2 separate regions of the Astyanax mexicanus genome follow, and region 2 is linked to region 1. Evidence: chromatin contacts called from public Hi-C data. All regions are on one chromosome and are shown on one strand. Each heading gives the region's core, a stretch centred on a gene start, on an enhancer-like site or on the middle of the called end of the contact. The rest is flanking DNA. Distances are from core to core; before and after follow the strand shown. Region 1 holds the start of ksr1a (kinase suppressor of ras 1a). Region 2 overlaps ksr1a (kinase suppressor of ras 1a).

Region 1 (5,315 bases), core at 55-2,554:
ATCCACTATTAATTATTCAGTAATTACTATGAATTGTTCACTATTCACTACGAATTCTTTAGTATCTATTATGAAATATTCAGTCACCTCAGTTACTACTTTAAAATTTTCAGTATCTACTATAAATATATTTGTCAGTATCCTCTATGAATTATTCAGTTACTGCAATTCATTATTTAGTTACTACTATGAATTATTCAGTATCCATTATGAGTTATTTACTGTAACTATAAATTATGCAGCACCTACTGAGAAATCCCCGGTATCCACTATAAATTTATTCTTCAGTATCCTCTGTGAATTATTCTTTTACTGCAATTCATTATTTAGTTCTTCAAAATAAAATCTACTTATAACTCCTCAATGTCCACAATGAATTGTTTAGTTAATGCTTAGAATCATTACCACTATACAATTTTATTTATTTTGTATATGCTATGAATTATTCATATGCACTATGCATCATTCAGTACCCACTATGAATTATGAAAGCCCTATTCTGATTTATTTAGTGTCCACTGTGCATTATTTAGTTACTACTATGAAACGTTCAGTAACTACAACACAATAGATCAATGAATAAATGAAATTAGGATTTATAGTATTATTTATAAAACAGGTTTAGTAGTGTAGGGATTAAAATGTTACTACTATGTTCTGACATGACGTAAAAGTAGAAAAAGTAGAAAAAGTAACACAACAAACAAACAAAGCAAATGTACTCAAACAAGAGTGTGCTAAGCTGCAAAATCCTTCACTATTCAGAAAACAAACAATCATATAATCTACATTATTACAGTATTGGACCAAAATTTCACATGTTAAACTCAGATGCTTTGGTAAGGACTACACCTACTGGGGTCTGCTGGTATTACCAGCCGCAATTCTCTGATTTTAGCATAATCTGTTTTGCAGCCACACATATTTTATAGTCTTCTAAAAGTGCTAACCTTATTTTAAAAACATTACAACTTAAGCAAAATGAGATTTTGAAATTATATGATTGTGAGCAAAACTGCAAGTATAGAATAAAGAACAAATAAACGAATTATGCTTCACTATTATGTAGAAAGGGAAAGGCCCATAGAGGGTCATTCCCACACAAAGAGTTGGATATTGAGATGCTGTCTGGTTGTATATACAATATGCCCTTCCTCCAAACACCCTCTATCTAAATGACTAAGTTGCCACTAAAATTCTCCAGTTCCCTCACCTGCAGGATGTGCAGGATGTCCCCCACGAGCATCAGAAGAGGCCGCAGTGTCCAGAGACTGACCGTCTGCGTGAATACAGCCCCTCGTCTAGACCTGAGAGGGATTCGCTTGGGCTAACCTCACCATGCCTTTGAGGCCAAGCCGAGGTTGTGAGCCTTAAGGCTTCAAATCCAATTAATGCAACGTGCACAACAAGCAGCTACAATACACACACTGTCTGCAGTGCAGTGCAGTGTGCAGTCTTTTAGACTACAGGACATTGTAATTGGTGCAAATGCCTTTATTAACATCAGAAAACTAGAAAAGCTGATGCATTAAGTTGCTATTTTAGATAGGACTCGATGAATGGGATGCTATTAAGTCTCTGTAATACCAACAAATGCAATTTTACTGGCCACTTTTAATGCTGACTCTATATATAAAAAGGATAAATGTATCCATTTAGAAACACCACAGGAAATGGTTCGCAGAATCACAGTATTCTGATATCATAAACATGAGTAAAGGAAATGTTTTCCTTTGAACAACTTTGGAGCCTCTAAGGTGACATCATATAAAAAAAAAAAATAATAATAATAAATAAATAAATAAATAAATAAATAAATGTGTGGCCACTACTTATTAAGGCATGAGCATGAGATCCTAATGTGTGTTATTAAGGCGTCATATTGTTAACAACCCCTGAGAGCTGCTTTGTTAGCTGTGAAAAAAAGTACCTTGTGGCAAAGCCTTAATGGCTATAATTTATTTCAAACTTGTTCTTACACCTTAATTATCTTGTTCCCATGCCTTTTTTTGTTTACATGATGTCAAAACACAGTCATTTATGACTTCCTCCTATCTATACTCTCAAACATTTAAGATGTCATGGCTAGGACAGCTGTCCTTAGCCCACTCCTTGTCCACTGGGGTTCCCCAGGGCTCTGTACTGGGACCCCTTTCTTTTTTCCATATGCAACTTCTTCTCTAGGTCAGGTTATCCGCTCACATGGGTTCTCCTATCGTTGCTTTGCTGATGACACCCAGCTCTATTTTTCATTCCTACCCACCTTTAACAAAGTAACAACTTCTACCCTCATTTCCTTCTTTCTCTTCTTTCCTCTTCTATCCCACTGTTCCGCTTTGGCCTCCTTTAGGCCCTGTCAAAAAAAAAATATTATTATTTTTTTTTACCTATGTCCTCTATTGCTAAATAATTGAAAGTCTCTTTGGATAAAAGCATACACTACATGTAATTTAATGTAATGCAATGTAATGTCACCCTAACGATGACCCCTGCCACTACTGTGCAGAAAACTACCAATGATATTTGCATTTTCAATAATTTCCTTTTTCATTAATTATCAGATAAAGGTGGGGGGAGTGATACAGGCTGCTCTAAAACATGGTCTACAGTCAGTAATTTAACACCCCTAAACACACCTGCACTGTAATATAGGTGTTTCTGATTAAATGGTGTACCTAATAAACCAGCTCACCTAATCTATACGCCATTCCCCTGCGTACAGTCTGAATCCTGCAGGCCGCGCAGCCATTGGCCAGGCCTCGGGTCACATTTCAGCCTGCAGGAATCTCTCTCTGCATCACAGCGGAGTAAATTGGATTGAGGGAATATGATAGTCTGTCCCCTGATGACTGAAAGCACCTGAGACAAGCAGCTTTGTGTGCATTCCTGCTTACCACCACCAGAATCTAACCTACCACCAGCAGCAGCAGCAGGGCTCAGGTACACTCATTATCACACTCAGCTCTCAGGGTCAGCTACTGTTTTATCCTATAAACAACCATAATAGATCAATAGATACATATACTATAGTGTTTATTAATATGAATTATGGCTGAGTGAAATGACAAGCGATATGTTTAAGAGAAATTTTGATAAGCGATATGCCATGATATAACTGGACCTGTAACAGTAATAACATAATTGGCTTATTGTACAATATATAAACATAACCTCAATTATTTTTCATTAACCTCAGTGAGCTTATGAACTTCTTAGAAAGAAGAATTCTTTAATGTGAATAAACCAGTATACCATCAGATTTTTTTGCATTTATGTTTTATTTAATTATTATTTATTAGTATATTTCAAAATAAATATTCTTAATTATTAGATTAAGAATTGTTAGTTTCTCTTTAAAAGAGTACAATTGTTTCATTGTGGTATAATAACAAACACTCATTATACAAATGGCATAATAATAATCTTAAATTCAATTTTATCCTTTATCACAACTATTTCTGGAATAATTTATTGTTCCCACAAAAATAGTTATTGTGACAGGCCTACAAATAATAAATAATTTTACCACCATAACCATGCATATTGCATATTTAATTAGTAAACACTTTCACTGAATTATATTGTTTGAGATGGTGAAATAAATTTATTATGCTGCTCTTTTTAATTAATTTAAATGGTTCTATGGCATAATTATTACACTTTAGGAATCTCTTTAGGAAACCAAACCATTTCCAAACAAGCCATGCATGGTATTTTGCAACAGTTGTACCATATACAGATGGTCAAGTATAATGATATATACATACATTTATACAAACATAAATGCCCTAGGCTCTAATCTAAATCCATTATAAATATAGTTGTGGTCAGAAATATATATGTACATATATATATGGCAAGACTTGGGATGCTAGTAAGTCTCTGTAACACCAACAAATGCACAAATGCATATTTAATGGTTATTTTAATGCTGAAACTATATATAAAAAGGATAAATTGATACCTTTTTTTAAACACCACCAGAAATGGTTCATTTTCTGGTCGTGGTTCAAATGACATGTTTTCCTTTGAATGAGCATCATAAATGGCAAGAATTTGGTTTTTAGTGCATTCTTTGAGGAAGAAGAACAAGGTTCTTGCAGAATTCTGGTATCTAATGGTATTTAATCACTCTTTGTAGAAGGTAGGGTTTAATTATATGTGTTCTGTGTAAATGTTAAACACAGTCTGCATATATTCTGATATATTTGAAGTCTGGACTTTGGGAAGGCTAGTCTGCTGTGCACCTGCTGTGTGTGTTTAATGTCTTTACATATATTAGTGTTTCAGCAGAGCAGATAAAAACAGCTTGCTGTCAGTTAAAGCTCTGGTCTTTAGTTCCACCTGCTGGATGTATGAATTTACTGCAGCTTTAATGACTAAAGCCTTCTCACATTAACATGCACACTCTGCATTCTCCAGATCTGGAATACCATCTTTTAGAAACTCTGTGAAGTTTAGTACTTTTCTTCTTTTTCTCCAAACGCTTTATTCCTCCTTTTCTGTTCCCTACTGTACCGTAACTGTAAAATAACACTTAGTGTAAGAAAGACACTAAACATAAATGGATTTCATTGTTACTGTATAATTATATTACACCTTAGCAGCAACCACAGCAAAGTACCACAGCAGCCCCATGTGGCTAGCCAACTTTTGCCTCCCATTTATTCCTATGGTAAAAAAAAATGGCACTTAGAAAACATTTATCTGATCAAAAAGTTGCAAACAAACAAGCAACTGATAACTGGTAATCTAGTGACAAAAAAAACACAAAAATCAGCTTGCTTTCCAAAAGATCATTTAATTGAATTGATTTTCATTTAATTTCATATAATTTAATAATAAGTAAGAAAGAGCTGAATTCATCTAAGTAGACCATCTGTACAGAAGAGGCAACAGTAAGTGTGACGGAATGACGATGAGGATTTACAACAGGGAGAAGAGCTCCAGTTCAGTCTGGTGACCAACGCTGCTGTGGCCCATTCACACTGAAGTACCATATGAAGACATATGGAGAGTTGAGGACATATCTGAGGAGGCTTCACCGAACCCAACAAGAGTGAAGATGCAGACAAGAAGGGACAGAAGAAAGGGCAGCTTTGGTAATACACGGATGAGCCAAAACTTAACTATTCAAAGATAAAGCAAATAACATTGTTATTATAAGTAATAGTTTAACAGCAATTATTGTAACAACAATCTACAGATGAAGTGAATAACGTTGTAGTAACATTGACTATTGTAACAGCGATTGTTGTAACAGCAATTGTTTGTAACAGCAATTGTTGTAACAACAACCCACAGATGATGCAAAT
Region 2 (5,282 bases), core at 637-3,136, 47 kb before region 1:
ATAGTTAAAGGAGTAGATCAACAGACACGCTAAAAGGCTAATACATTAATTTGATATAATATAGAGTTATTGGCAAACATCAATCTAATCTGATATAATCTGGAATTAGGGGTGTGCCATGTTGTATCGCACATAATATTAATGTCATAACTTTTAAAACAATTGGTTTTGCTATTTACTTTGAAGCTCTTATTTTAGGTATGTTTGTATACTTTTTATGTTTGTTCAGAAGCATGTATTAAATATTCTTTTTTTTCTGTGGCAGATTTTATGCTACATTAAATCATTTTATGCTACATTATTACTATTTTATACAAAATCTTTTCATATGAAAAAGGAGTTTTGGTTAGTTACTGTTGTTTAAATGTTTAAAGGAGTGCTTATATTTATACTAAATAAAACTGTAACATTTAATTAGTTGCAGTAATACAATATAACAATAATTTTTTTTTAAATCCTTTTTTTTTATCCTTTTTGTCCTCAATATCTGTGGCCAATTGTTCCACCCATTCAGCTGCTAATCAGCTGTATATCCCCCCAACACAAAGAGGGTGAAGACTAGCACATGCACATGTGAAGTCAAACTCCGCCTCTTTTTAAACTGCTGCGGATGCAGCATTTCCGAGTAGCATCACAGCACACTCGAAGGGAAAACGCAGCGACTCGGTTCCGATACATTAGCTCACAGACGCAGCCTTGTGCTGATCCACATCACCCTTTTTGTAGTCACGAGAGGAAAGAGTGGCATCTATCCACCCAGAGAGAGCAAGGCCAATTGTGCTCTCTCAGGGCTCTGGCAGCTGATGGCAAGCTGCATGACCGGGATTCGGATCTCGTAATAAGCTGACTGAACTACTCCTTTAAAGCCTACGATGATGTCTGGATAGCAAGGTTCAGGACACTGCGTGAACGTTTCAGGGCTTCTTGAACTCACCGGGGAAGATAAACTGTTGTCTATGCTGAAAGTAGCAGGCAGCTTTAGGGACAAGGAATGAGGAGAGAAATCGACAGGCAGGAAGATTAACAGAGAAGAAAGTCTGGGGTTAAAAGGCAAGACTGGACCCAAGTATGCCCACAACAACTTTATTAGAAATACAGCTCTGGAAAAAATTAAGAGACCACTTTAGTTTCTGAATCAGTTTCTCTAATTTTGCTATTTATAGGTTTATGTTTGAGTAAAAGGAACATTGTTCTTTTATTCTGTAAACTACAGACAACATTTCTTCCCAATAAAAAAAACATTGTTTTTTAGAGCATTTATTTGCAGAAAATGAGAAATGGCTGAAATAACAAAAAAGACGCAGAGCTTTCAGGCCTCAAATAATGCAAAGAAAACAAGTTCATATAGTTATAAAATCATAAAGTTTTAAGAGTTCAGGAAAAACTGTTTTTTAATCACAGTTGTCATGCATCTTGGCATCATGTTCTCCTCCACCAGTCTTACACACTGCTTTTGGATAACTTTATGCCTTTACTCCTGGTGCATAAATTCAAGCAGTTCAGCTTGGTGGTTTGATGGCTTGTTATCATCCATTTTCCTCTTGATTATATTCCAGAGCTTTTCAATTTGGTAAAATCAAAGAAACTCATCATTTTTAAGTGGTCTCTTATGTTTGTTACAGAGCTGTATGTGTTAGTGTGTTACAAAAGGTATAAAGGGGGAAATATCTGAAATCAGTTATACCTGGCAGTGTTATTACAGATGTACTATAATGTACTGTATATGATGCCACTTGTAGCATTTATTACCAACCACTACCCTGTTCATGCTATACACGTGACACTGTGGATCATTTGACTATAGCTAAATACTCACCTGGGAAGTGGAAGCGGTTGTCACGGTGACCTTTGGGAGAGGGGTTTGGGGGTGGTGTGGCACTAGGTGGGTTGCTTTGCTGGAAGGGGGCAGGAGAAGAGGGCGTGGAGGAGGTGGTGGAGGAGGGATTACTACTGGAGTCCAGCTGATTCAGTACGGGAGGATGATCCTACAGGAGAAAAGGAACAAGACAGTTAAAAAGAAAGAGAGAGACAGATACAGTAAATGAGTAGTTTATAGTAAAATGTAGTAGTGAAGTACCAAAAGTAAAAGTACAATACTGTAGTTATTACAGAAAGCAGTGGAAAGTTTTCAGAGTAAAAGGCAGAACAGGAGCAGCGAAATCTTCTAATAAGATCAACAGTGAAGTAAAAATAATATTCAAGTAGATAAAGATACAGTATTTCAGTACTTAAGTACAGTAGTGAAGTAAAAATAATACTCCAGTAGATAAAGATACAGTATTTCAGTACTTAAGTACAGTAAGACTTTTATCCTACACTCTACAGGCTGTACTAATCTGATACTAGGTGAAACTCAATGTTACTTATATGACAGTCTATTTGATAGTTTGAAACTTTTTGTCCTATTGTACTAGGGCTGCACGATATTGGAAAAAAATATATATTTTTCCGTCGATATATATCACAATATTAAACAATGCACTCAAAACCAGAGGAAAACAGCAAAACAACAGTGATTGGCCCTTTAATCAGGCATTTAAATGACTTTTTTAAAAGGTAAATAAGAGCATTTTACCGGAATTAAAAGCGTGAATTCAGCTGTAACTGGAAATATCTGCGCAAAAGCTTTCGACAAGTGTGTTTACAAGCACGTGCCCAACCATGTGGATGGAGACCATGCGGCCATGCTCCCCCCTCCCCCCCGAGCGCTTCCCCGAGCCCCCACGCTTCTTAGGCAGCAGCAGCCTGTCACCTACACAGACACAGAGACAGCGCTGTGTATCTACAGTACTTCTTGTGTCAAGAATCAAAACATTGCAGCATGACGTGTTTGATTTAATTGCCTTAAGGGACTATTGCGCATGTTGCACATGTCGAGATGACGATGCTGAAACGATATATATCGTGCAGCCCTATATTATACTGAACTGATGAACCACAGTGTGAACCAAAATGTGATTTTGTGTAGGGTCTCAACTTAAACTGAATCATATCATGTATATGATGTGAAATTTTGATTTTTAAAAATCTGATATCATGAAAAGTATTGTGATATACTCTCACCATATTGTCTACCTCTACTGTGTAACTGAATTTTTTTCCCAGCTTTTGCAGGAAAAAGAAAGAAGCAGCTGCTCTCTCTCTCTATGCATATTCTGAAGTGTTTATTGTTTTAGTGTATCATAAAGGTCAGTACCTTCTTGGTTATTGCCTTTGGTAAGGTGCCAAACTGCGGAGCCTCGGCCGGGCGGTCCACAGGGTTGTTGATGTCCGACGGCACGGACTCCGTCCTCCGGATCTTAGTGACTGAGGGAAGGAACAGTGAAGAAATATGAGACTGAAGCTTTTAAAGGACTCTGCGGTCGTTTACTGAATAGAGTATGAGTGAGGAGACACTTACTGGGAAGGAACGATATTCTGCAGGATGGAGCTTCTTTTGTACATTTATTGTGACACTTTAACCTGCGGAGATTAAAGCAGATGTAAGAACATTCATAGAAACTGTAAGTGAAGTCTCAGGTCAGCTTAAGACACTTAGAAAAAAAAAAAACACCTGCAGTGTTTACACTTCACTCCGAAGATCATGTTCTTCTGACACACTTGACACGTCTGTGACAGCCAGGACTTGGTGGAGAACCTTAATAAATAATAAACATAAATAAACATTCCATACTTTTCATCCACATCTATTAGAAATATCTATCTAGGTTTTTTTTTTTCATTCAGTGGCCACTTTATTAGAAACACCTACCAAATACGTGAGAAATTACAGCCTGTAGTTTTCAGTGTCAGGGCTGATCATTTGGATGGCACATCAGTCTCAAGACAGTAATGCCAGTATTTACTCTTAACAAATGATCTATATCAAATTGTTCTTTCGATGTTGCCATAGAAGATCCACATTCTGACTCCTCCTTTTTATTTCCTGGGATGATCCTGATGAGTGCCAGTTTTATCATAATGTTCTGAATGGTTTTCTTTAATAAGTAGAGTATTTCTTACCATATTATGGATTAGAACATTACTCAAATAGGGCTATTCACTGTATACCTGTAACTCTACCTCTACACAACTTTACAACTGATGCACTCAAACATTTGGTAGGTTTAACATTTGATCCCTGAGTGATAACAAAGTCCAGATTTGAATACCTGGGTTCTATCTGGCATCCCTCAAAGAACCATTGCACTGGTACCAGTATATCAACAACTGTGGAGCTGAGAATTTTGGTCCACCAAAAAATATCCAGCTTAGACTGACCACTGACCACTAATGAAGGGCTGGCAAGATGAAGGACAACCTTAATATCACAAAGCATCAGATGATCTCAGGTCTCAGCAAGGTCCTTCAATGTTGGTGTTTCTAATACAGTACATTATATGGTTGGATTATCTTCTTTTTTTAAAGACTCTGCAAGGGGAGGGGTTACCTGTGAGTGACAGCCAATCCAATGTCTCTCCTCACAGCCTGGGGAGAGCTGCGATGGACGGCGATGTTATCTGCATGTGGTCGGACAGAGGAAAGCAGAAAGACAGTGAGAGACCGAGAGAGACACCCCAGCCCATCCAGTAGGCTATCTTCCATCTTTCTTCTATTCCCACACACACACACACACACAAAGCAGGCTTTCAGGGAGTATTGCATGACTCTCTGGGCAGCCCTAGATAAGAGACGGTTCCCTCAGAATGGAAACATGAGGTCACAGAACCTCCCCACGCATTCTTCTCCACTCCGGTCAAGGCTTCCACACGCAGTGATGCAACCATAAACTCACAAGCGCCGCCGAACGGGAAGAGAACCCGCGATAGCCCCTTCCAAAGTCGACCAGCGCAAACATTCACAACTGTTTTTTACACTAACAGCTCTGTCCATATTACAGTTAATCATTTACATTAACAGATGCTTATTACACGAAAGGCAAACATTCAGATGAACCTAGGATGCACGTTAAACCTGAAGTTTGAGGGGACGCTGTGGCCTTAAACTAGAATTTGACATGTTGTTAGTCATGCTGTGTAATAAATACAATCACAGAATTAACAGTAGTTTGGTAAAAGTTCAGTTGTCTTTGTTCAATATTGTTTCTTTTTCTAAAAAAGCTTCTATGTAGTAGAATTTCATAGATTTTAAATGGAACACAATTTTAACCAAAGTTCAAAATGTTATCCCATTTATTGTTGTTAATATGTTTATATATATTTATAATGTATTTATTTATTTTTATTATTATATGTTTCTTTATGATGCCTTATTTTTTACATCTGTGGAAATGAAACACTCAA

What was found. A called contact is a pair of places that touch in the nucleus more often than the background predicts.
Region 2: a Hi-C map of muscle shows a contact between it and region 1, with 8 times the contacts expected there. The contact joins the enhancer-like site here to the promoter of ksr1a in region 1. A contact is called at or near these places in 2 of 3 Hi-C or Micro-C datasets (both in muscle).

What each region holds. Positions count from the first base shown.
Region 1 is chr20:5,348,454-5,353,768 of AstMex3_surface, reverse strand. ksr1a (kinase suppressor of ras 1a) reads right to left here and starts at 1,304. Exons shown (of 19, transcript XM_022680976.2): 1 at 1,214-1,304. The coding sequence starts at 1,246. It overlaps cuedc1a (CUE domain containing 1a), which reads right to left. Exons shown (of 10, transcript XM_022680972.2): 10 at 4,782-5,315.
Region 2 is chr20:5,396,120-5,401,401 of AstMex3_surface, reverse strand. It overlaps ksr1a (kinase suppressor of ras 1a), which reads right to left. Exons shown (of 19, transcript XM_022680976.2): 6 at 4,430-4,499; 7 at 3,554-3,637; 8 at 3,401-3,462; 9 at 3,197-3,306; 10 at 1,817-1,985; 11 at 935-976. Among protein-coding and RNA genes, the nearest start is that of LOC103047365, 16 kb to the left of the region's middle. Within about 2 kb of position 1,886, the one cell type or tissue checked has an H3K27ac peak away from gene starts, as active enhancers do.